Regions from separate parts of the Sus scrofa genome. Here all the other regions are linked to region 4. Evidence: chromatin contacts called from public Hi-C and HiChIP or PLAC-seq data. All regions are on one chromosome and are shown on one strand. The core of a region is the stretch at or near the end of the contact, and the rest is flanking DNA. Distances in the headings are between cores, read along the strand shown.

The links. A called contact is a pair of places that touch in the nucleus more often than the background predicts. HiChIP or PLAC-seq counts read pairs in DNA pulled down with a chosen protein or histone mark.
Region 1: a contact with region 4 is called in an H3K27ac HiChIP or PLAC-seq map of alveolar macrophages. The contact joins the promoter of HMGN2 here to the promoter of ARID1A in region 4. A contact is called at or near these places in 2 of 2 datasets of contacts at active chromatin or transcription factors (alveolar macrophages and skeletal muscle).
Region 2: an H3K27ac HiChIP or PLAC-seq map of alveolar macrophages shows a contact between it and region 4. The contact joins the promoter of GPN2 here to the promoter of ARID1A in region 4. A contact is called at or near these places in 9 of 47 Hi-C or Micro-C datasets (alveolar macrophages, embryonic fibroblasts, fibroblasts and 5 more) and 2 of 2 datasets of contacts at active chromatin or transcription factors (alveolar macrophages and skeletal muscle).
Region 3: a contact with region 4 is called in a Hi-C map of epiblast stem cells, with 1.8 times the contacts expected there. The contact joins the promoter of SFN here to the promoter of ARID1A in region 4. A contact is called at or near these places in 15 of 47 Hi-C or Micro-C datasets (alveolar macrophages, blood, embryonic fibroblasts and 9 more) and 2 of 2 datasets of contacts at active chromatin or transcription factors (alveolar macrophages and skeletal muscle).

What each region holds. Positions count from the first base shown.
Region 1 is chr6:83,855,076-83,860,893 of Sscrofa11.1, forward strand. It overlaps HMGN2 (high mobility group nucleosomal binding domain 2), which reads left to right and starts at 2,039. Exons shown (of 7, transcript NM_001244114.1): 1 at 2,039-2,050; 2 at 3,218-3,315; 3 at 4,300-4,344; 4 at 4,532-4,561; 5 at 4,927-4,977; 6 at 5,413-5,508. The coding sequence starts at 3,301. DHDDS (dehydrodolichyl diphosphate synthase subunit) reads left to right here. Exons shown (of 9, transcript NM_001244123.1): 9 at 1-26.
Region 2 is chr6:84,205,848-84,211,989 of Sscrofa11.1, forward strand. GPN2 (GPN-loop GTPase 2) reads right to left here and starts at 3,882. Exons shown (of 5, transcript XM_003127718.4): 1 at 3,212-3,882; 2 at 2,515-2,671. The coding sequence starts at 3,622. It overlaps GPATCH3 (GPN-loop GTPase 2), which reads right to left. Exons shown (of 11, transcript XM_003127719.5): 5 at 5,507-5,628; 6 at 5,272-5,399; 7 at 3,061-4,778; 8 at 2,515-2,671. The coding sequence ends at 4,562.
Region 3 is chr6:84,187,099-84,192,425 of Sscrofa11.1, forward strand. It overlaps SFN (stratifin), which reads left to right and starts at 1,423. Exons shown (of 1, transcript NM_001044564.1): 1 at 1,423-2,726. The coding sequence starts at 1,461. The coding sequence ends at 2,207.
Region 4 is chr6:84,046,004-84,051,673 of Sscrofa11.1, forward strand. It overlaps ARID1A (AT-rich interactive domain-containing protein 1A), which reads left to right and starts at 3,726. Exons shown (of 20, transcript XM_021095630.1): 1 at 3,726-4,932. The coding sequence starts at 3,793.

The DNA of each region.
Region 1 (5,818 bases), core at 789-3,288, 190 kb before region 4:
AAAGGCACCTCCCTCCTGAAGATGAATTGTGTTTCCTTTGCTTGGCCAGGGAGCCCTAGAGGCCAGGTCTGCGTGCCATAGATACATACCTTGGGGCTGCCTGGGACAGTGCCCTTGGGGAAGGTTGAGGGTGAGAGTCTCCCACAAGTACGCTAAACCCAGCTCTGTTCACCAGTAGGTTTGGTGAGTAGGGGGCCATAGCCCTTCTGCTGCCTGCTTCTTCCACTTTTGCCACCTCTACCTGTGCTTCTCACTGTACTTTCTTTTTCCACCAGCAATCCTTCAAGGAAAGAGGTCTCCCCCAAACCCTGGTCCTTTACCCATCCATCTTAGTCTTCACAAAAGATGTGGCTCCACCTTGAATCTGCTGGTAAATAGCTAATAGGCAGCCAGCGTTATTTAGGCAAGGAAGTGGAGAGACAGAAAGAAAATTTGCCCATCTGCTGCTCCTCCCCCTTGGCTCTCCACCTGGGATTTGCTATTGACTCTCTACCCCCTCCCACCACGCAGTGCTGATTGCTCACTGAAAGGCTCAGCGCCCCCAATGGCGCTCGGAAGCCAGGCGGGTGATTACAATCCAATTACCTATTGTCGACTCAGCCCACACAAGCTTTTCTCCTCCTCTTGCGGGGCATGGGGCCAGGCTCCACTCCCCAGTGAGACTGGCCCCCTCCATGGCTACAGGGTAACAGAAGGGCCTTTAGGCCCTGGCGAATCTAACCCAGCACAGGCCTCCTTCCCTGGAACACGTCAAGACCAAGAGCACAGAAACAAGCACTTCTCCCAACTGACTGCCTCCTGCCCTCTGCATCTCAACTCTGCTTCCCACCTCCTTACTCTTTGAGGCTTCTGTCCGTGTTTGACCTGGGCCCCTAAGTAGGCCCATGAGACAATATATTTTCAGCATGGCAGTCTCAGCTTGTGAGGCCAAGGCTGCCCAGCAGGGAGAAGAGGGCCAAGTGAAAGGCTGTGTCCTTTCCCTTACCTCTCCCTCCCAGGCCTCACTGAGGAGCTGCTGAGAGGATTAGTGCCTTTGAAGAGCTGTCGGCCTGAGCAACTCTATGCTTCAGGTGCCCCAGAGCAGCAAGCACCAGCTGGTAATACCACCCAAGAGCTACTCTGTTTAGTCTTCACATTTTACTCTCTGCAAACCGATTCCCCAGCACCCCCCTCTAGGGGTGAGGTGGGGCCTTGCAAGCAGTACTAAGAGCAGACTCTTTAAAACCCCTAACTTGACTATACTCCAGTCTGCTCCTCCCCTTCCTATGCCTGGATACCTGGCACAAGAGACTCCTTGGCCATCATCCCTGCTCCCAGAATCAAGCATAATGCCAGACACTGCGATTGAGAAGCCAATCAATGTACCCTTTGGCAAGTCCCCCACACACACCTGGCACTCCCCACTACCAATCCCTGGCACAGGGTTCCCAGAGAGCAGGTGCTGTACATTTTCCAGTTTTACAATGGGGCTGTTGACAGCCTTAATTAGGGAGGCATGAATTATGTGGCTGTTATGCAGAGCCCTACAATTAAGGCGGGAAAGAGGGGCTGGAGGCAGCAAACGGAATCTGCCCTGTGAGCATGATTGTTGAGTCCTGTCTCCTTTCTGGGTCTGACTTTCTCCAGTGTAGATTGGGGTACAGCAGAAGTGATTAATCAGGCTGGTATCTCTTTGGCCTGAGGTCCTGTGTTCTGGGAAAGGTACACAGTGGGGTGTGGTGAGGAGGGGCTGCCTCAGGAGGCACTGAAGGGGTGGGGAGGAGAAGAGGCTGAGGACCACTGCTGTACAGGCACAGCGACTGCAAATAGTTGACATGAACTCCTTGTGGGTGCTTTCTACTGGTGTGATTTGTACAAACCAGCTCAACTCTTGCCTCAAGAAACTAGGTGGGACCTATTTAAATGTCCTCCCACCTGTGAGCCAAGCCCCAACTTGAGGATATTTATCGTATTGTATTCTCTTGGGTGTCAAACAGAATTTTAAAAATTCTTAGATGTAAAACTTGTTTGCGAACAGTACAAGAGTAGACTGTGTTTTGCTGCAGCAATTGTCTACCTCCCTCAAGGTGCACTTGGCTACTTCCAAGATCCCTAGCTTTGGGGGCGGAGGAGGGGGAGCCACTGGAAAAGCCCTTTTGCCATCTCAACACCTGTTCCTCTACTTGTTTCCTAATCCCCCGGACGCGTTCCTCCACTGTCCTTTTCCTCGCGCAAGTGAAAGGAAGCCAGTCTGCCAGTGTGGAAGGAGGGATTTCGCCAGCTGCGTTTGCAGCGCCCAGGCTTGGTGACCGCGTCGGGTGGGGGCAGCTGAGCTTGATGTCTCCGAAGCGGGAGGAGCTTAGGGGGAGGGGAGTGCTAGTAAGCCTTCTTGGCGGCCACTCTCCGTCATTCTGTGGCGGGGTTCTGAGATGTGGGAATACAAGGACCTAAGGGAGGCACTCGACAAGCTTTGGGGGGCTTCGTTGATACTTGGGGAGGCAGCTGAGCAACGGGTGCTGAAAGGACAGCTCCTACCTGCCCCACTGCACCCGAAATGTACCTCTGCTTGTAAAGTGCCCCCCTCGAACCCCTACCCACCTCGAGTGGACCGCTTTCCAGGTGAGGTGCATGAAAAGCTTCCTCCGAGTGGAGGTTTGGAAGGATGCACGTCCAGCTGCGCCAAGCTGGCTTCTCCACTCTTTTCCCACTTCGGCGTCAGCCTTGGCCCTGGGAACTGCAACCAGTGCCTCGAAGCCGCGCGCTTCTTCCCGCCTCCGGCAAAGGACATTGCGGCCAGGCTGAGCAAACCTTTCTTCTGGGGCCCCCAGCGGGAACAGGAAGGAAAGCGGCTGAGATGCGCCCTAAGTGTCGCACGGCTTGGAGAAGTGGATAGCTCGGTTGCATAAGGTGGAAGGAACTTGGTAGTTTGCAAAAGCCAGCTCTTGGCGGGAGCCGAAACCCACAGCCCGCCGACTCGCAGCCCCCTCTCAACTATAGCCTTCGATGTGCGCCTCCCCCACTGCGCCCCCACCCCTAGGCGCGCCGCCGTCTCGCGCGCCCTCCCCCCCATACCCCCCTCCTCACTCCCTCCAGAGGAGGTGAGTTTAAACCCCGCCCACGTGACCCCAGCTGGGCCAATGAGCGGCGGCGGGAGGTGAAATCCGGTTCTAACCGGTCCGGGGCTCCCAGCGCTATAAAAACTTTATAAACCCCCCGGAGCCCGAGCAGTGTGAAGAAGAGGCGAGAGCGACCCCTGGACCGACCAAAGCTCGCGCGCCACTGCATCCCCGTGTCCAGCGCCTACGTCCCGCCGCCGTCACCATGCCCAAGAGAAAGGTACGTGGCGCGAGGGCCCCAGGCTCTGGGCCGCCGCCGTGATCACCAATGCTGCCGCCGCCGCTTCCTCGGCTTTGGGGCGCGAGAATCGGCGCCGAGCTGAAGCAGGCTCGGCTGCCCGGCGCGGTGGCTCGAGGCGGTGTCAGGCGGCCCCGGGGTAACCCTGCGCGGCTCGGCTGCCCGCGGGCGCCAGAGGCCATATTGGAGGAGCGGCGGCCGCGGCGGGAGGAGCCATGTTGGCGGCTGTTTATCCCGCTCCCCTGGGCTCGACGTGCCCGCCTCGCGCCCCCTCCCCCCCATCCCCAGGCCCCCTCCCCTCCCCGCGGGCGGGCAATTCAAACCCGAAAGGGCGGGAAGGCGGCGTTCGGGGTTGGCGGGCGGGGGAACGCGCTGCCGCCAAAAAACTGCCGCCGTGAGGGGGCGGGGCCCTCCCCCTGAGGGCGGGACTTCTCGGGTTGGCCCCTCCTCCACTCGCGCGCCGCCCACGGACCCAGCGCACGAGACTCGCGCTGGTGCGCGCCGCTGCCGCCCACGAGTTCCCCCGGCTGCGTGCGCCTCCGTCTCCCGCCCTCGACGGCTGCCATGGCAACGGCTCTCCAGCCCCGCCTCCGAGGGGTTTGTTAGCTCCTTCTGCAGCTGTTGCTTCTGCCTGGCGCGGCGGCGCGGGCTGCGCTTTGCGCGCCTTGCTCCAGCTTTGCGCGGGCTTCCCGGGGCCGCTGGGTTTCGGACACCCAGCGTCCCTGCGTGCTTTGGGCCAGATCCGGCGTGAAGCAGACGCATAAGAGCACCCCTGGAGCTTTCTGAGCACTTCAGGGATTTGCATAGGAGCTGGGGATGCTACAAACCCCATTTGTATGTCCTAGAAATACTGTGTACCAGATTCTCTTCGATTTCTTTTTTCTCCCCTTAGGACTTTGCTAAGCTTAGTGAACCGTTAAGAATTGCTTCAGAAGCTGCAACTTTCTTCGGTTTTGTTTTTTATAGGCTGAAGGGGATGCTAAAGGGGATAAAGCCAAGGTGAAGGACGAAGTAAGTCTTACTTTCACTTCTTTTGGGTCAAAAAGCCTTGGGCTCCTTTGGCAGTAATTAACCGTGTCCTTAGTCTTGCCTGAGTAAGCTGTCTATACTTCCTATAGTCTTGAACACATTGGCCCCAAAGATTTTAAGTGGCTCACCTGTCCTGTGTGTAACTTTACTTATTTGTTTTTTTAAATAGCCACAGAGAAGATCTGCGAGGTTATCTGCTGTAAGTGTGTCTACTTTTAACTTTTCATACTATTCCCTGAAACTAAAAAGCATTGAAAACAATTCCCTTTGCTTCCCAAGAATTATGGTCAGTGGCTGGTATTGAATGACTTACTCTGCTGTGGACTCTTGCCCATTTGGAATTTGCTGGTTCTGAAATTGTGATGGCTGTAGCCAAAATGGGACACTACCAAGTGTTACTTGAATGGGTTTCTGAAGATAGGAAGTTCTAATGGAAAGCCTGCCACAAACTTTACAAAGTAGGAGAACTTCTGTGCCAGTGGTACTGTGGTTTGGTTGTGGGTTGGGTTTTTTTGGTCCACTGTACTAATGTTCTGTGCTTTCCTTCTCTCCCCCAAATAAAAGAAACCTGCTCCTCCAAAGCCAGAGCCCAAGCCTAAAAAGGCCCCTGCAAAGGTGAGCAGGATGGTGAGACGAACATGCCTCTAGAAGTTATGTGAAAGCCTGAGCGGTTTCCCGTGTTGCTGACAGGGAGACTTGGTGTATAACAGCTTCATTGCTTGAAACACTATGACAAATAGGACTGCTTCTTAACCAAGAACTCTGATGTCAATTTACAGAAAACTCTGCATTGCATTTGGGTATTAAACACCCAAGTTTTTAAGATGTCTTGTTCTATATTATTTATACTCAGATAAAAGTTTTTGTATATTGAAGACCACAGCAGATTATAGAGAATTTGGCTTGTCAGTGGGGCAGGATGTATGGTGTCTTAACCTTTGATAAACAGTCCTACCTTGTGCAGAGCTTTGCAAACTATATTCTGGTTATATGAAATAAAGTTTTTTTTTTTTTTTTTTTTTTTTTCCCTCTCCCCTACCCTCTTTGTAGAAGGGAGAGAAGGTACCCAAAGGGAAAAAGGGGAAAGCCGATGCTGGCAAGGATGGGAATAACCCTGCAGAAAATGGAGATGCCAAAACAGACCAGGTACAGCAGCTGTTTGCACTTTTTGTTACATCTGTTCAATCAATCCGTTACTGATCACGGAATCTTTTATTGCTTTTTTCTTGCATCTGTATCACTCCAAGTGTGTCTTTTAGTCCTGAGCCTCTTTAAGTCTCTGCCATCTGATAAAGGGAGTTGTGGTACAGATTCCTTGTCCTGTCCTTAAGTATCACACTCAGGCTATGTACACCATAGTTTTCAAGCTGGGATAACCTAAGATCTTGTAATGCTGGTGTGTCCTCTTCTGAATTTTACAGTGAGGTGCAGAGGGGAAGTGACTTGGCAAAATGAC
Region 2 (6,142 bases), core at 2,632-5,131, 160 kb after region 4:
TTCCACAAATACTTGCTGAGGTGTGAAATGAAATTACTAAGAAGAAAATACTTGATTTCACTTGTTGGCTCTGCTATTTACTTAGCTGGATGGACAGGGACCCGCCTCCTGGGGCTACTGTGAGGATTAAATGCTGTAAACCCCAGTGCCTGGTATAAAGTAGTGCTTGATCAACAGTAGTTAAGATTCAACATGTACCAAGAACAGTGTTTGGTCCCTGCCTCATGAAGCTCAAGGTCAGGCAGCACCCCCAGGACCCGGCACACACACTGTTAAGTACTCTATCTAGCAGGTGCCCTCTCGGGAAAATCACTTTCCCTTTCAGGGCCAGTTCCTTCCTAGTGTAAAATGACCAGATGAGACTAGATGACTCAGGTCCCTGACTCCGTTCTATGAGTACAAACTTCCCACTAAGAGAAGGAAAGTGGGCCTCCCTGCACTGTTCCTTTCTGCCTGGAAGACTCCAGCACCTGGGAGACGCAGCATGTCTGTCCCAAAGTGAGCCAAGGGAATCAGGCTGTCGGGGATCCGTTGACTCAGCCCCTGAGCTCTGCTCCTGCCTGCTCATCAGTTCTAACTGGAAACTAACAACCCTGTGGCTGCAAGGAATAAAGTCCTTGGCATCCAATAAACAGCTTGGATGCCTGAAAGGTATGTTTCTCACTGAGAATGAAGAAACTGGAGCCAAGTACACTTGGGTTTAGATTTCATTTCGGCTAACATATTAGCTGAATGACTGACCTTGGGCTCTTCATGTAAAGTCTCTGGGGCTCAAATGCCTGATCTGGTTTGTACCTCAGTCTCCTGTGAAGATGACTGGAAAAGAATCAGAGCTAGAGATGCAGAGGAGCAGCATGGAGCCATCCAGGCTGGAGATGTGAAGGGGAGGGGGGCTTGGGAAGACTGCTAACCTGGGCACAGACAAAATGTGGCTGCTGGGCTTGCTAAGAGAGGCACCAGGACTCTGAGCTGAGGTGGCCCCTCTAAGGTGCTGACATCCCTTCATGTCCTGACTAGCAGCCAGTCACCCTTCCTGAACAAGGCCCTGACACTTCACTGTCCCCACAACCTCCCTTCCTGCTCACTGCTTGTCATTTCAACTGTTCTTCTCTAGGTTACTTTGCGGCTGGAGATGCTATTTAGGGAACTGATGTCCCCAGAGCAGCAGAGCACTAATCGTGCAAGAAAAAAATCCTGGCTGGAGTTCTCGCTGTGGCACAGTGGGTTAAGAATCCAACTGCAGGGAGCTCCCATCGTGGCTCAGTGGTTAACAAATCCGACTAGGTTTTGGGTTCGATCCCTGGCCTTGCTCAGTGGGTCAAGGATCCGGTATTGCCATGAGCTGCAGTGTAGGTTGAAGAAGCGGCTCGGATCCTGAGTTGCTGTGGCTGTGGTGTAGGCCAGAGGCTATAGCTCCAATTAGACCCCTAGCGTGGGAACCTCCATATGCCGCGAGTGCGGCCCTAGAAAAGACAAAAAAAAAAAAAAAAAAAAAAAAAAAAAAGTCCAACTGCAGAGGCTTGAGTTGCTGTGGAGGCATGGGTTTGATCCCTGGCCTAGCTCTGTTGGTTAAGGATCTGGCATTGCTGCAGTTGTGGCGTAGGTCGCATTCAATCCCTAGCCTGGGAACTTCCATATGCTGCTGGTGTAGTCATTTAAAAAAAAAAAAAAAAAAAAAAGCTGGCTATTAGAACCCCTGGGCAATGCCCTTGTCAGCTTGCCTCTCCCCAAGTCTTTCCCATCTTGATAAATGGCACCTTTGTCCACTGGTTCAGTCAGAAACCTGAGAGTCATCCTTAATTCCCCTGCCTCTATGTCTAATCCACCAGCAAATCCTATTTCTGGAGTTAAGTTTTGAATCTATCTACTTCTCTCCATTCCCAAGACCACTGCCTGGGCTGTTGCAAAATCTTACTACAGGATTTATAGGTGCCCCTTTTAATTCACAAAACAGCTGGAAGGACTTTTCCAGTTCATGCTGTTCCCTTGCCTCATATTCATCAATGGCTTTCTTCTCTGTTTTGACAGTACAGGTTCTGGCCCCTACTAACCTCTCTGACCTCATTTCCTACCACCCTTCCCTGAGCCACTATCTCAGCTACCCTGGACTCACCCAACTCCCCACCCCCTTTTCCTAGAACACAAAAAGCTCTTTCCTGAAGGGCCCTTAGTGGTCCTTCTGCCTAGGAACAGTTCTGCCTTGGCAGGCTCCCACTCACTATTCTGATCTCAGTTCAGATGGTACTGTTCACTCTCCTCACTCCCGTTCCATTACTTACTTCTAATTCCTTCAAAATACACATAACCATCTGTAGCCCTCTTGTCCCCCAAAACCCAGAACAATATCTGGCACAGGGTGGCATAAAATAAATGGGCAGGGGTCAGGACCTGCCTGTGGCTACTCCCACCAGGCCATGCATGGTTCCTGGAAGCAGCTACCTTCAGCTGAGATTTCTGCTCCAGTGCAGCCCAGATGCTTCTCTGATTTTTGCCTGCCAGGACAGGAGCTCTTACCCAGCTTCCCATAGTGTTCAATGAGGTCCATCTTGGAGAGGAGGTTGACATGGGGGAGCTCCACATGCAGCATGGTGGCTAGGGAGGTACACAGTACTGAAATGAACTTGGCAGGGTCTGTGCAATAGTGAGAATCCACCAGGTGGACAGCAGTCAGCTGGGAGGGAAGGAAGAGACAGGGTGAGAGTGGCCTGGGGAGGCAAGGAACATTAGGGCCTATGTCTCCCCATCAGACCGGGGACTTCTGAGGACAAAGGGCAAATCTTCCCATTAGTCTCCTCCTGCTTCTGTTCATTCTAATAGAGTCATCTCCTTATCCCAGGAAATATGGGGCATTTCTTTCCTGCAGGCAACTGGTACAATTCCCACTGCATCTGACTCTATTCTTTAACTTTCTTTTGCCCACCAAATCACAACCACCATGCCACTTTCCACATAACCCTTTCCATACTTCCAATAATTCTAAGTTGGGTACTAACACATTCATTATACAGATGAGAAAACTGAGGTTCAGAGAATGAAACTGACTTTCCCAGGACCACACACCGAGTCAGTGGTAGAGCCAGAATTCGAATTCACACTTGTTTTACTTCAGAGCAATTCTACCCCATACTTAGCTATGGGACATGGGGGCGTGGCATCTGTCCTCTCCGTCTCAGTTCCTCCATCCGCAAAATGGGCCAGATCCCAGACGCACCCTGAGGTCCCACTGCGTCATCTGGGAGAAGATGCTGCGCAGGGCTCCGTGGTGCGTGCAGAGCTCCACTTGACCAGGGCAGTCAAAGAGGAAGTAGTGGCCGCGAAGGGGGTCGAGTTTCGCGCGCAGCCAGTCCAGGTTGGCCTCTAGGTACTCCATGCAGTACAGCAGACCGCCGTTGGGCCCCAGCTGCAGCTCGTCCATAACGTCGCTCAGGCCCACCAGCTCGCCCACATCTACGGCGCACTCATATGGCAGCCCCTCGTTGGCCGGGTCCAGGTTCACCACCGCCACGCGCCGGCCCAGCGCTCGCAGAAACTCACTCATGCCCAGGCAGTACGTGGTCTTCCCCGAGCCCGGCGGGCCGATCACCGCTTGCCCAAAGGCCGTGGTCTGAGCGGCCCCTGCCATGGGCGGCACACGGCTCAGACAAGTGAGAGGAAGTGCGTAGCAGACAAGTTCAGAGAGGAAGCAAGGGGGGAGCCGCACCGCAGACAAGAGCCGAGGGCAATGGGTTCCCCTAACTGCACTTGGCTGGGGACTGGCAGCGATACCCGGAAGCCGCCTAAGGAGAGAGAGCTGGAAAAGGCGCGCTGTAAGGGGACCAAATGGCCAGGCACTGACCAGACCAGCACCCGACTTCCGTACAACGCCGGAAACAGCGAGGGCCGGAGAGGAAGTCCCGCCTTTACAGTGACGACATAGCTTGGCGCCGAGGGGCGTGGCGGCGCCGAAGCATGAGGCGTAAGCAGGTCCAGGAAGAACTTTTCAGGGTTTTCCCCCACCTTCCGCCAAGCCCAAGTTAGAAGAGGAGAAATTCGGTAATACACTCCTTTATTCTCCCATTAGGTCTCAGACTCGGGATAACTGCCTTAGACTCTCCGCTGCCCGGTCCCAGCCAGTTAAGGGGAGAGGCGAAGGAGGGCCGGCCCCCAAACCGTCTCTTCAGAGCGCAAATCTTCTCCTCTTCCATGTCCCTTTTCCCCTCCTTCTGGGCTTCGTGGCGACCTCCCTACCCCTCCCCACGGGAAGTTGTGCTGGTAATCTCAGGCAGTTTGGCTTTTCATCGTACTGGGGGAAGCAACAGGAGCAAGCCCAAACAGACCAGGGTTAGGCGGCCACCAGGGAGAGGTCATTAAGCCGTTTCATCAAAAGGGAGGATTGGGGACTTTTTGTCAAAATGCCCCTGAGGTAGACAGCCAGGAGGCAAGTTCTAAAAAAGCATCCTGAACAGGCTAGGGCAGATTGCTGCTCCCAGAGTTCTTTTTGCTTTGGCATTAGATAAGACCGTATAGAGGGCTGCCACTGTGCAATTATGAGTGATCCTGATTAAGGAAGCCCCTGGACCTGTCACTCAGGCTCTGAAGGGCTGTCCAAGGCACAGCTGGAACCTCTCACAAAAGCCATGTCTGTACGAAACTTCATACTGGTGGGTGGCTGGCGGCGGAGCAGCGACTCCCCCTGGTCCTGGGGCAGGGGCTCATCATAGATGGTGGAGATCAGCCCCAAGCCAGTTCCACGGGGTCTCTTCAGTTGCCCAAATGGCTGCAGCTTCTCTCCATGGTACCTGGATTAAAAAGGGCTCTCAGTGAGAGGGCAGCTCTCTTACCTCAGTAAAGGGGTTGGAAAGGACAGGAAATAGCTACGCGTATATAGTCTGTCCCAAAGACAAAGCATTTAAATCTAAATCTTTGCTCTCCAGCCCCCTTATCCATCTATAGATAGCACCAAAAACTAGCGGCCTCACCGCTTTCATTTTAAACAGTAGACAAAATTGAGAACAACTGTCACCACTCTGCATCCCTAACAGCAATCATCCAGGCTACACTGCTCAGACTTGGGGGAATGACTCCTGCAGGAAGTTAATGATCCTATCAAGCCTGAGATCTTGGTCTTGAAAAAAACAGTGCCAGTCCTACTTTTTTTCTTTCTAATTCTGCTTTGAAAGTCATTCCCTAGGGAGTCTCTAGCACCTAAGCCAAAACCAGAGGGCAGGGGGAACCAGGGTAGAGTTGAAAGGCTCCCTTGGGCTCCCTGGGAAGTCCCTCAGCCATACTCACCCCAATCCACGCTTGCATCTGGGGTGCTGGCCATCACTATCCAGGGCCTCAGGCACCCCTGAGCACTGGCTGCCCAGGCCCTGGCCCTCAGCCCAGCCCTGCCGCTCCATCACCTTCCGCCCAATGCCCTAGAGAAAAGGGAGAGAACTCAAGAGTTGGGGCGCCTGTGGGGGCTCAAGGAAACAGGGGTAGGGAAGGAGAAGAGAGGAGTCAGTAGGCTGGGCACAGTGCTCACCTTGGTGTGGCGCTCGAAGGTGCCCACCTGGTGCCTGATCACAGAGCCAGCCTCCTGGCCATCACGGAGTCTCTGTTCCAGACGCATTTGGACAGAGTCTCGGGCGTCCTTGTCTCCACCATCTGAGGAAGCAGAGCACAGTTTGTGGAAGGGCTTTTCTCAGCAGAAGTGGGAGGAAATCAGGTTTCCAGGCTCTCCTCACAAAATTTATGTATTTGTCTTTATGGTGTGTTATTACTTTTATTATTTCTCTCATTAGACTGGGAACTTGCCAAGAGTAAGAACCATGGCTGTCCCATTTTACAGATAAGGAAATTGTGCAGAAAAGTCATGGAGCTAAAAAATGAGAGATGTAATTAGGACCAGGTCTTCCCCTCCCACCGCCCAACCCCCCAGGTCATTTTTGACTCCTGAATCTAAATTCTTAACAGAGCCTGAACTCCTGACCCTCCCACTTTTCTAGAGCCTGCCTTTCAGAGCCAGAGCTCTCTGAGGGCTGTCCCCACATGTCCTTACTCCACAAAGAAAGGAAAAAGGCTCTGCCCACCAGTGCTTAATGCACCCAACTAGAGATGTTTTAAGAGAGGAGCCCTCTCAGTGGGCTACCCCAGTCCTGCCTCAGCCTCTGCTAAGCAG
Region 3 (5,327 bases), core at 173-2,672, 140 kb after region 4:
TGGCTGACACAGAGACAGCACCCCAGCAAACAGGGACAGAAGATTAGCAATAGAGAAGTCTCCATCTCTGAGGCCTGTGCCAGGGGTCAGAGGTGGGGCCATGGTCAAAGGGAAGGGGCAGGGAAACTTCTGAGAGAGAGGCTGGGGAAGGGAGCACTCAGAGGGGACAGCTGCCCCCTAAAACAAAATGGCATGTGTCATGGCTGCCTCCTTTTTCTCAGTTCCCCCCGCAGCCGCACTGGGCTGAGCACCCAGGCGGCCTTCTTCCTAGCCTCTGACAAAGGGCAGGCTGATTCAGGCAGGAAAGTGGGACAGCTAGTGAGCTGGGTCCCCACCCTCTGTGAGCCCCACTGATACATGATGGCAGGCGGCTTGCGGGGCGGGGGGGGTGGTGGCAGGTAACCTGGCGTGGAGAGCCAGAGGGTAAGTCCTCACACAAGTGGCAACAGGCCACCAACTTGAAAGGGAAAATTGTGCTGTGATGGGGAAGGTATCCAAAAAACCTACTGGGTGACTAATTACAAAGGCTGGGCTGGAGCGTCAGAGGCTGCTCGTTAAACACCTCATTAAGTGGCACCCTGAAAGCTGCCACCTGTGCATTCTGGGAGCTCAGAAGGGATGGGACCTGAGGGGGAGAGAGGAGTTGGGGGGTGGGGTGTAAGCATTTCAGGTAGACTCCAGAAGAAGCCTACATCTCCCTTCTAAATACAGTCTGGAGCTCACAAGTCAGAAGCCTGAATGGGAGAGAAGTCCAACTTAGTAACTGTGTGACCTTGAGCAAATCTCATCCCTCTCTGAGCCTCAGTATTCCCCTCTCTACAGTGGGAGTAGTAGCCACAGCCCTGCCCATCTCACCAAGATAGCAGGGATTAAGTTAGACCATGGGTATGAGGTGCTTGGGAAACTATAGCCCTACCTAGACAATGAGTTATTTCACCTAAACCAGTGGAGGAACCACTCCTGGCCAGATTAGGCACCCCCTTCTCCTGCACCTGGCTTTATGGGCTCTGCCTAGGTCCATAGTGGCCAGGTAGCTGAAGCCATCCTGAGCCCCAGGAAGGATGCAGTGAAGAGGGATCTGATTTGAGAAACTGGGGCAGCTCCCTAACGTGTGCACCCATATAATGGAAGCCCTGACCCAGAGGCGGCAGCCTGGAGCCTGGAAAGGTATCGGTGCAGGTGGAGCCAACGCCCAAATTTCTCCTGCTGACAGTCAGGATGACTCACCCCCCCACATCCCAGCCCTTTTACCTTTAAGGAAGAGGCGGAAAGGGTGTGGGGGGAGGGGGGAGAGGAGAGGGAGGCAAGTCCTGGGCCCGCCCTCTGCCCCTCCCCACCCTTCTCCGGGCCTGGCCTTCCAGCCAAAAGGCAGGCAGGCAGCCGGAGAGGCGCAGAATCCGGCCTTGGTCCCGAGGCAGCCAGTTAGCTCTCCACCTGCCCATCTGTCTGTCCCCAGAGCCATGGAGAGAGCCAGTGTGATCCAGAAGGCCAAGTTGGCCGAGCAGGCTGAACGCTATGAGGACATGGCAGCCTTCATGAAGAGCGCCGTGGAAAAGGGTGAGGAGCTGTCTTGCGAAGAGCGCAACCTGCTCTCAGTGGCCTACAAGAATGTGGTGGGTGGTCAGCGGGCTGCGTGGAGGGTCCTGTCCAGTATTGAGCAGAAGAGCAATGAGGAAGGCTCGGAAGAGAAGGGCCCTGAGGTGCGAGAATATCGGGAGAAGGTGGAGAAGGAGCTCCGGGGTGTGTGTGACACGGTGCTTGGCTTGCTGAACACCCATCTCATCAAGGAGGCCGGTGACGCGGAGAGTCGGGTCTTCTACCTGAAAATGAAGGGTGACTACTACCGTTACCTGGCCGAGGTGGCCACGGGGGACGACAAGAAGCGCATCATCGACTCAGCCCGCTCCGCCTACCAGGAGGCCATGGACATCAGCAAGAAAGAGATGCCACCCACCAACCCCATCCGCCTGGGCCTGGCCCTGAACTTTTCTGTCTTCCACTATGAGATCGCCAACAGCCCAGAGGAGGCCATCTCCCTGGCCAAGACCACCTTCGACGAGGCCATGGCTGACCTGCACACTCTCAGCGAGGACTCCTACAAAGACAGCACCCTCATCATGCAGCTGCTGCGGGACAACCTGACGCTGTGGACCGCCGACAACGCCGGGGAAGAGGGGGGCGAGGCGCCTGAGGAGCCCCAGAGCTGAGCCGCACCCGCCGCCCTCCCTGCCCTGCCCTGCCTGCTCCAGTCCCCCACTCTTGGCAGAGAGGACTTGTATGGGGTGGGAAGCCCAACCCTTCTCCCCAGATGCCCTGCCCCAGCTCAAAAAGGCTCCACGGAGAGGAACCAGCAGAGCTGAGGCCACCTGGAGCCGGAGGATTCCAAGCTTCCTGCAGCTGTCAGGTGCTCCGACCACTGGTCGTCCCACCCTGACCCGCTCTCTGCACCCCGCCCAGACCCCTCCCCTGAGCCCAGCCACTTCCTCCTGATTCCCCGCTCCTGCCCCCCTGCCTCTGGATCTTAGGAATTGAGGAGTGTCCCACCCTTGTGGCTGAGAGCTGAACTGTGTGGCAGAGACTGTAGATGAGAGAGAGCGAGAGCGAGAGAGCGCGCGCGAGCGCTAGAGTGTGTGTGCGCGCCTGCGCAGCCAACAAGACCGAGGATGAGAGGGAAATCATGTCTGCTGGGTGTGACCATGTTTCCTCTCAATAAAGTTCCCCTGTGACACTCCTCCTGACTTTTCCACTTATTGCGGAGGGACGGATCAGGAATAGGTGCATGATTTACAGAGACCCTGAGCTCCCACAGGGCTGGCTCAGTGACCTGTAGGCAAGACTGGAAGCCAGTGACTCCAGGAGAGAGGCTGAGGCTCCAGCTCTCACCATCAACAAGCTGGTCTGATCTCGGAGGGTGGAGGGGTGGCGGGTGAGCGCAAAGGCGGCTTTGAGGTTCCTTTGCCGGGTTCGTGGGGCGGGAAGCTGAAGAGCTCAGGTGTCAGGAACAAGCAATCAGTGCAGTCTCAGGTGTGCGGTCTGAAGCCAGCGCCGCAGGGGATCGCTGTGGTGAGCGGCGCAGAACACCCCAGATCTGAGAGCGGGAAAGAGTCTCAGGTGCTCAAATCTGAGCGGAGGGGAATACGACCTGGAGCAGGGGTATGACGCCGCCATTAAAAGCCCAGATATGAGGACTGCCCCCAGCGTTCGGAGAAGGGGACAAAATGACATGGGCCGGTGAGGAGGAGGCGAAGGCTAAGTGGGAAGGGCCGCAGGGAGCAGGTCCGGTCTTCGCCCGCCAAGACCGCAGCCTCCGCTCCCAACAGCAACTTGCCTTTCGCTTGGTCCGGCCTTCACAGTAGGAGGCTGGGGGCGGGCCCGAGGCTCATGTCATCCAATCACGGGAGGAAGCTGTTCAGAGGGCCGCCCCCGGGGCCTCGCTGGCCAATAGGGGAGTGAGCGGCGGAACGCGCGCGGTGCGTCTTCCTGCCACCTCCCACCCCTCACCCTAGCCGGGTCGGCACCCTAACGCTCTGCGGGTCTGAGGTGCCCCCGCCACCAGCTGAGTGCCAGGGGCGGCGCTTTCCCGGTTTCAGTCGGACAAGTTGCCACCCGCCCGGCCCGAGAGCTCAGCGTCCTGAGAGCGGCGGGACAGGGCGAGGTTCTGCGGAAAAATCAGTTCCTGTCCTTTGAGTCATCTGCTCTACGGGCGTTGGTTGGGCCTGGCCGGGCGGGCAGGCTCGGCGGGGCAAAGGCCACCAAGGCCTCCCTACCACACCAGAGTTCAGTCAGCCCTGAACTGATGGCCAGGAGGCTTGGCTGTCTCTGACTGCCTTTGCAACCTTGGGAAAGCCATTATACATCCGTGGTTCTCAGTTTACCCTTCTGTATCGTAAGGGGTTTGGATTAAAGGCTCGCTAACGAAAAATGTGGAGTTAAAACTGCCTGGGTTTGACTCCCAGCCTGCCTGGCCAAGGCTCTTAACCATGCTTACCCTTTGCTCTCATTTGTAAAGTGAGGATTCAAAAGTAATACCTTCCTCTTAAGAGTTGCTATGAAGTTTGAGGAGGTAAATACATGTAAAGTAGCCCATAGTGGGAGTTCCCATTGTGGCTCATCGGTGATCAACTCGGATGGTATATATAAGGACGTGAGTTCTATCCCTGGCCTTGCTCAGTGTATTAAGAATCCTGCGTTGCCATAAGCTGAGATGTAGGTTGAAGACACGGCTGTCCTCTGGACTTGCTGTGGTGTAGGCCCGCAGCTACAGCTCCTGGGAACTTCTATATGCCGCATATGCCGCACCCAAGGCTCTAAGGAGCTCCTGCCGCTGCCGGTGGGGCTCGGAGGTTAACGAATTTGAATAGCATTCATGAGGACGCAGGTTTGATTCTGACCTTGCTCAGTGGGTTAAGGGTCCGGCATTGCTGTGAGCTGTGGCGTGGTCACAGACGCGGCTCGGATGCTGGTTGCTGTGGCTGTGGTGTAGGCCAGCAGCAGGCGTGTGGGTTTCAAAGTTCCAAACAGGCAGAGATTTTGGTAGAGGGAAGTGACTTCCCCTCAGCTCTGAAAGTGAACTGGTTTCTTACCAGACAGGTCTGGTGACTTTCTCTTAATGGGGTAGGTCCTGGGAAAGGATATTCTTTCTTCTGTTCTCTCAGCATTTGACTTTTGCCTTCTCCCTCTACACCATTCATGGTTGTCCTCTATGGGGAAAGAAATGAGCTACCTTAAGGTAGTGTGTTGGTGTTGACAGATTTCAAAAGCAGATGCTGTGGATTGGAATATTACCAACTCAGACAACTAGCTGTGAGCTGGCTTAGGTACCAGCTTCTGAACTGAGTCCCAGACATCCTCCCCCAATCCCTGAAGCTTTTTAAATGTCACCCAGGGTAGAGTCTCAGCATTTCTTGCTGTCTTTTCCCGGCCTAAATTTTACATTTAAAAATTTTCAGTCCTACTGCTAATGGATATGGAATTTCTCTTGGGGTGATGAAATATTCTGGATTTAAATATTGGTATTAATGCCACAACTTCGTGAATATATTTAAAAACACTGAACTGTAGGAGTTCCCTTTGTGGCTCCGTGTTAACGATCCTGACTAGGACCCTGAGGATGCGGGTTCAATCCCGACCTTGCTCAGTGGGTTAAGGATCTGGTGTTGCTGTGAGCTGTAGTGTAGATTTCAGATATGGCTCAGATCCCATGTTGCTGTGGCTGTGGCACTGGCTGGCAGATGTAGCTCCCATTCGACCCCTAGCCTGGGAACTTCCATATGCCTCGGGTGTGGCCCTAAAAAAATAAACACACTAAACCGTACACTTCATGTCCA
Region 4 (5,670 bases), core at 2,476-4,975:
AGAAACCGACAGCTCCAGAAGTGAATCCATGCCAGGCTTTGAACTCTGCTTCTGGCTTCCGTCAACTGACGTAGTTGCCCTTTTGCTCAAACTCGCAGCTCCAGTTCGCACTCTGGAGAGCTCCGCTGGGTGTCTGCTCTTTGCCGAGGCAGGGACGCGTGTGGGGGCAGAACCCTGCGCTCCACCAATTTCCCGCGCCTTGATTCAGAACCGAGGCAAACCCTCACTCGGATCCCCGGGCTTAGGCGTTTTCCTTCAAAAAGAGTGAGGAAAGGAAGGAGCCGAGCTCAATCTTTTGTTGGCTGAATTTTGTATTTCGGACACTTAGGGGAAGCAAATTGCAAGAGAGGAAGGGCTGTCCTCCCTGCAAACGTTTCCCTCTCTAAGCTAACCCTGCAGGCCTCAGTTCCACATTTTGCAGTTGACTGTTTGGATTTTAATAGGTTGTTCCCTTACCCTCAGGCCCAATCCACGCACACTGTGCAGCTGGATGAAATAAGTGCACAGCCTCTGCCATTTTCAGTCGGTCTGTCCTGGCAGCCCTGCCCCCTCCGCTGCGGCAGCCGCGGGAGTTAAAGCTGCGCACAGAGAACTTAGCCCGATCCTCCGGGCTGGAGATCCAGTCCGCGTTTGCCAACTGCCGTGTGGTTGGGGACGGCGATAAGAACTCTCTAGTGAGGGAGCGAGCAAGACTTTAGTCCGGTTTCCATGTCAACGATTCAGTCCATATTTGCCATCAGGCTGTTGGTGGCAGAGGCGCTTTCGTGCGGGTTGTGCTGTCCTAGTCCTAGTTCTTCAATCTGCGCCGGGATTCCTGAGCTGCCTGGGTGTGGGGTTAAAAGGCAGGGGCCGTGGGGGATAAAACTCCACCGAGGGGAGGACCCACAGCCCCAAACCCGAGACTCGCTTCTCGGGCCAGCCACGTGCCCAGCTCCTCCCCTCCCCCCTTCCCGCTGCCATGGCCCTTAGGGAAAGCTGATGGGCCAGTTTCTAAGAAAGTTCCCGTCAACTTGGCAGTCCCTGGAATAGTGGTGTGGGGCTCTAAAGGTAGAGGTGGAAGAGGACTATAAAGGATTTGCAATTTTTTTTTAAGTGGGAAAGGAGAAACGTTACATTATCGCCTCCAACCCAGGTGCATAGATTTTTGTGCACTTCACTGCTAGATAAAAATGGTGGCTGTTTTCAAAACAGCGTGCCCACGTGTCAGAAAGAGATTTTGGCACTTTCCAAATTTCACAGCCATTGAAGAAAGGGGATGGGGGCTTCCTCTGGAGGCAGATTTATTCTGGCTTACAGATTTTCACTGGGCTCCAGGTTTCTCATTATACTCCAGCTCTGAAAATGGCAGGGTAATTGCATGTAAAAAATTCCTCATTTGTGTGCAGGACTCAAGACTGTTTGCCAGCTCAGAGGCAGTTTATTAAATAGCCAAGCTCTATTTATGAGGCAGCCTATAATTTGGTTTCTAGGACCTAATGCACCAGGAGAGTTGTTGCCCCTGAGGACTATGAGTGAAAGGAGGGCACTGGTCCATTCCAGTCAGTCAAAGCCTGGCAGGCCTGTTTGGCTCTTGGCTTGGGGGGTGGGGAAAACACCACTCTTAGAGTAATAAGAAGGTGTTGCCTTTTTAGTGTAAGATGCTCTTATGTTGAGTTTAGGTTTTGGAAATTATTCAGTGATCTGTGGCATGGCCAGTACTCTCGGGCCTGCAGAATCTGGAAGTTCTAAGATAATGGTTCTATGTCCATGAAGTCTCTATTTACAAAATCTGAGGGGGAAAAAGGCCCTGGCGTCTAGTAACTAGCTGGTCTGGCTTCTTCCAAGGCAGGTTTGGGTTTGGTGAGGAGCTGGAATCCCCTCTGGCTTTTGTAGCCTGTCATGTCAGAGCATTCCAAGTCAGCCACAGGAGGAAAAGGCTGTTGCTGTTATTTTGTGGGGCCTGTGGATCTGGAGTTTTCTATGTACACCTCCGGTTCATCAGCATCTCTTAGAATGTAAACTCTGAAGACTCTTTACAGCGGAAGATAGAAAACAAGTTGGAGTTGCATCTGTTTTCTGAGTGACCTGTTAGACTGCCCATTTTCTGGAAGGAGAAAATGGTTTCCCTCCATTTGGCCATCCCTCTTCTGCAGTGGTTCCTTTTAACATTCAGGTTCTTCTAGTCCCTGGAGCTTCTGTGGTCTGTTTACAGTCTTACAAGTACTTGTCTTTGGAGACTAGGGCTCAAGTCCCCCTTTGTGGAGCTTGTGTTCTGCTAAAATGCTGTCATGTATCCCCAAAGTAGCTTCAGTGGTGACCATTTTAAGTCAGTGTTAAGATGCTCAGCTTTGATCTCAAACCCATTCTGATATTCTGATCTCATTGTTGGATATGGCACAGCTTAACTGCTTTTTTCCTTTTTAATGTTAAGTAAACAGGCAGCTTTGGGGACTCTGCTACGTTTTAAAGCCACCCTCCTCTGCCCTTTCACAGGGCAGTCTCAAGAAGTCTTAAGATTCTGTAAAATGGGGATAATGGACCTCATGCCCCCAGGGCCTTGTGAGGACCAGCTAATGAGGGCAGAGGAGTGGGAAAACTGAACGTCTGAAACAGTGATCTGTCATTTCATGCAGGTTGCAAAGGGGATAAAAATGTAAGGCTCAGCTGGGTCTTTGGAGCGGGTTTGCAAAAGGCTTTGAAGAAGCAAAGTGCTGTAGAGGTGCTAAGTAGCAGCCAAGAGACCAGGCTGGCTGCCAGGGGGTCAGGCCCGGGCCGAGGCGGCCGCGGTCTCGGGCTCAGGCCAATTTTGCAGCCGCGAGTAAAGTTCACACTGCCCGCTCACCTCCGCGCGGCCTGGAAGGGACCGACCCGGAGAAGGAGGAACGCCGGGAGGGAGGCGACACAGGCTCCGGAGAGGCGTGAGCTCCGGGCCGGGTTTTCCCCGAAGCTTCGGCGGCGGCGCTGCCGAGCGAAAGCGGCAGAGGGCCTGCCGTCGCCGCGGCTGGTTCTCTCCCCTCCTCCTTTGTAAGGGGAAGGGAGCGAGTCCGTTCCACGGCCTGCGCCCGCTCCGCGCTCCGTTCCGGGTTTGCCAGGAGGCCGCGACGGCGCTGGGTAAAATGGCAGTGCTGAGCCTCGTGTCGGAGTGAGGGGGACTCGGAGGAGAGTGGGGCGCTCTAGCCGCTCACTCCGGCCGCCCGCCCGCTCGCTCGCCCGCTGCCGCGCAGCAGCCTCAGCCCGCGCCGAGGCCGGGGAGGGGAGGCAGGACGCCCGGCCCGGCCCACGCTCCGACTCTGCCTCCCGGCGCCGGGGCTGCTGCCGCGCGCCCTCAAGCCCGCCCGTCCCGGGTCCCCCTCCCCCCGCTCCCTCCCTCCCCGCCCCCCTCCCCCTCGCCTCCCTCCCTCCCCTCCCTCCCTCCTCCTTTCTCCGGCAGCAGAAAGCGGAGAGTCACAGCGGGGCCAGGCCCTGGGGAGCGGAGCCTCCACCGCCCCCCTCATTCCCAGGCAAGGGCTTGGGGGGAATGAGCCGGGAGAGCCGGGTCCCGAGCCTACAGAGCCGGGAGCAGCTGAGCCGCCGGCGCCTCGGCCGCCGCCGCCGCCGCCTCCTCCTCCTCCGCCGCCGCCAGCCCGGAGCCTGAGCCGGCGGGGCGGGGGGGAGAGGAGCGAGCGAGCGAGCGCAGCGCAGCAGCGGAGCCCCGCGAGGCCCGCCCGGGCGGGTGGGGAGGGCAGCCCGGGGGACTCGGCCCCGGGGCGGGGTGGGAGGGGGGAGAAGACGAAGACAGGGCCGGGTCTCTCCGCGGACGAGACAGCGGGGATCATGGCCGCGCAGGTCGCCCCCGCCGCCGCCAGCAACCTGGGCAACCCGCCGCCGCCGCCCTCGGAGCTGAAGAAAGCGGAGCAGCAGCAGCGGGAGGAGGCGGGGGGCGAGGCGGCGGCGGCAGCGGCCGAGCGCGGGGAAATGAAGGCAGCCGCCGGGCAGGAAAGCGAGGGCCCCGCCGTGGGGCCGCCGCAGCCACTGGGAAAGGAGCTGCAGGACGGGGCCGAGAGCAATGGGGGTGGCGGCGGCGGCGGCGGCGGAGCCGGCGGTGGCGGCGGCGGGCCCGGTGCGGAGCCGGACCTGAAGAACTCGAACGGGAACGCGGGCCCTAGGCCCGCCCTGAACAATAACCTCACGGAGCCGCCCGGCGGCGGCGGTGGCGGCAGCAGCGATGGGGTGGGGGCGCCTCCTCACTCAGCGGCGGCCGCCTTGCCGCCCCCAGCCTACGGCTTCGGGCAACCCTACGGCCGGAGCCCGTCTGCCGTCGCCGCCGCGGCGGCCGCCGTCTTCCACCAACAACATGGCGGACAACAAAGCCCTGGCCTGGCAGCGCTGCAGAGCGGCGGCGGCGGGGGCCTGGAGCCCTACGCGGGGCCCCAGCAGAACTCGCACGACCACGGCTTCCCCAACCACCAGTACAACTCCTACTACCCCAACCGCAGCGCCTACCCCCCGCCCCCCCAGGCCTACGCGCTGAGCTCCCCGAGAGGTGGCACTCCGGGCTCCGGCGCGGCGGCGGCCGCCGGCTCCAAGCCGCCTCCCTCCTCCAGCGCCTCCGCCTCCTCGTCGTCTTCGTCCTTCGCTCAGCAGCGCTTCGGGGCCATGGGGGGAGGCGGCCCCTCAGCGGCCGGAGGGGGAACCCCCCAACCCACCGCCACCCCCACCCTCAACCAACTGCTCACGTCGCCCAGCTCGGCCCGGGGCTACCAGGGCTACCCTGGGGGCGACTACGGCGGCGGGCCCCAGGACGGAGGCGCGGGCAAGGGCCCGGCGGACATGGCCTCGCAGTGCTGGGGGGCTGCTGCTGCTGCCGCGGCTGTGGCGGCCGCCTCGGGAGGGGCCCAACAAAGGAGCCACCACGCGCCCATGAGCCCTGGGAGCAGCGGCGGCGGGGGGCAGCCGCTCGCCCGGACCCCGCAGGTACATGGCTGAGAGGGGAGGGGGCTGGGGCGAACGGGGTCCTGGGAGTGGGTGGCAGCTGCGGGGAGCAGGCCCGAGCCGTGGGTTACCCCCAGTCCGAGGCCCCCACTGCTGGGGAGCTGCCATTGTCTGGCTCTTCTCTCTTAAAATGGCTGCCTGTCTGCCTTCCTCTCTTTCCCTCCCTTCAGCCTTTGTGTGGGGCTTTCCCAGAAGTGTCTGCTTCCCTTCTCCCTCTACCCTGGTCCCTTCCAGCTCCGGGGGTCTTCAAGGGGGTGCGGGGCAGAGTGTGCAGGAAAGGGCCCAGCCCGAGGTGAGGGGGTGTTGGGGGGTCAGGATAGGGTGTAGGCAGTGCTAGGAGCTCGGGAGTTGGGTGAACAGTTTCTTGCTCACCTGCTGCTCTTCTCTGCCCGCCCCCCCCACCTTCCTCTGGGCCGTCCCCTAAGTGTGCTTTCGAGGAGGGGCCCCTCGGGCTCGGGGGACCTCGAGGTTGGGCAGGGGCCTGCTTGGGGGCAGCTAGAGGCCGGCTGCGGTTCACCCAGGGCAGCCCGGGCCGTCTCCTGTCTTAGTCTCTGTCCGCCCAGTGGCCTGGGCTTCTCCCTGGAAGTGCTGGTAAACAGCTGAGTGATTGGAGTAGTAAGTGCAGATTGCTTTGGTTTGGGATTTGAATTATGGAGGTAAAATCCTTCTGTCAAAGCCAGGAGACAGTTGGTCTTAGGTTGACATCCTATCTGTGATCTG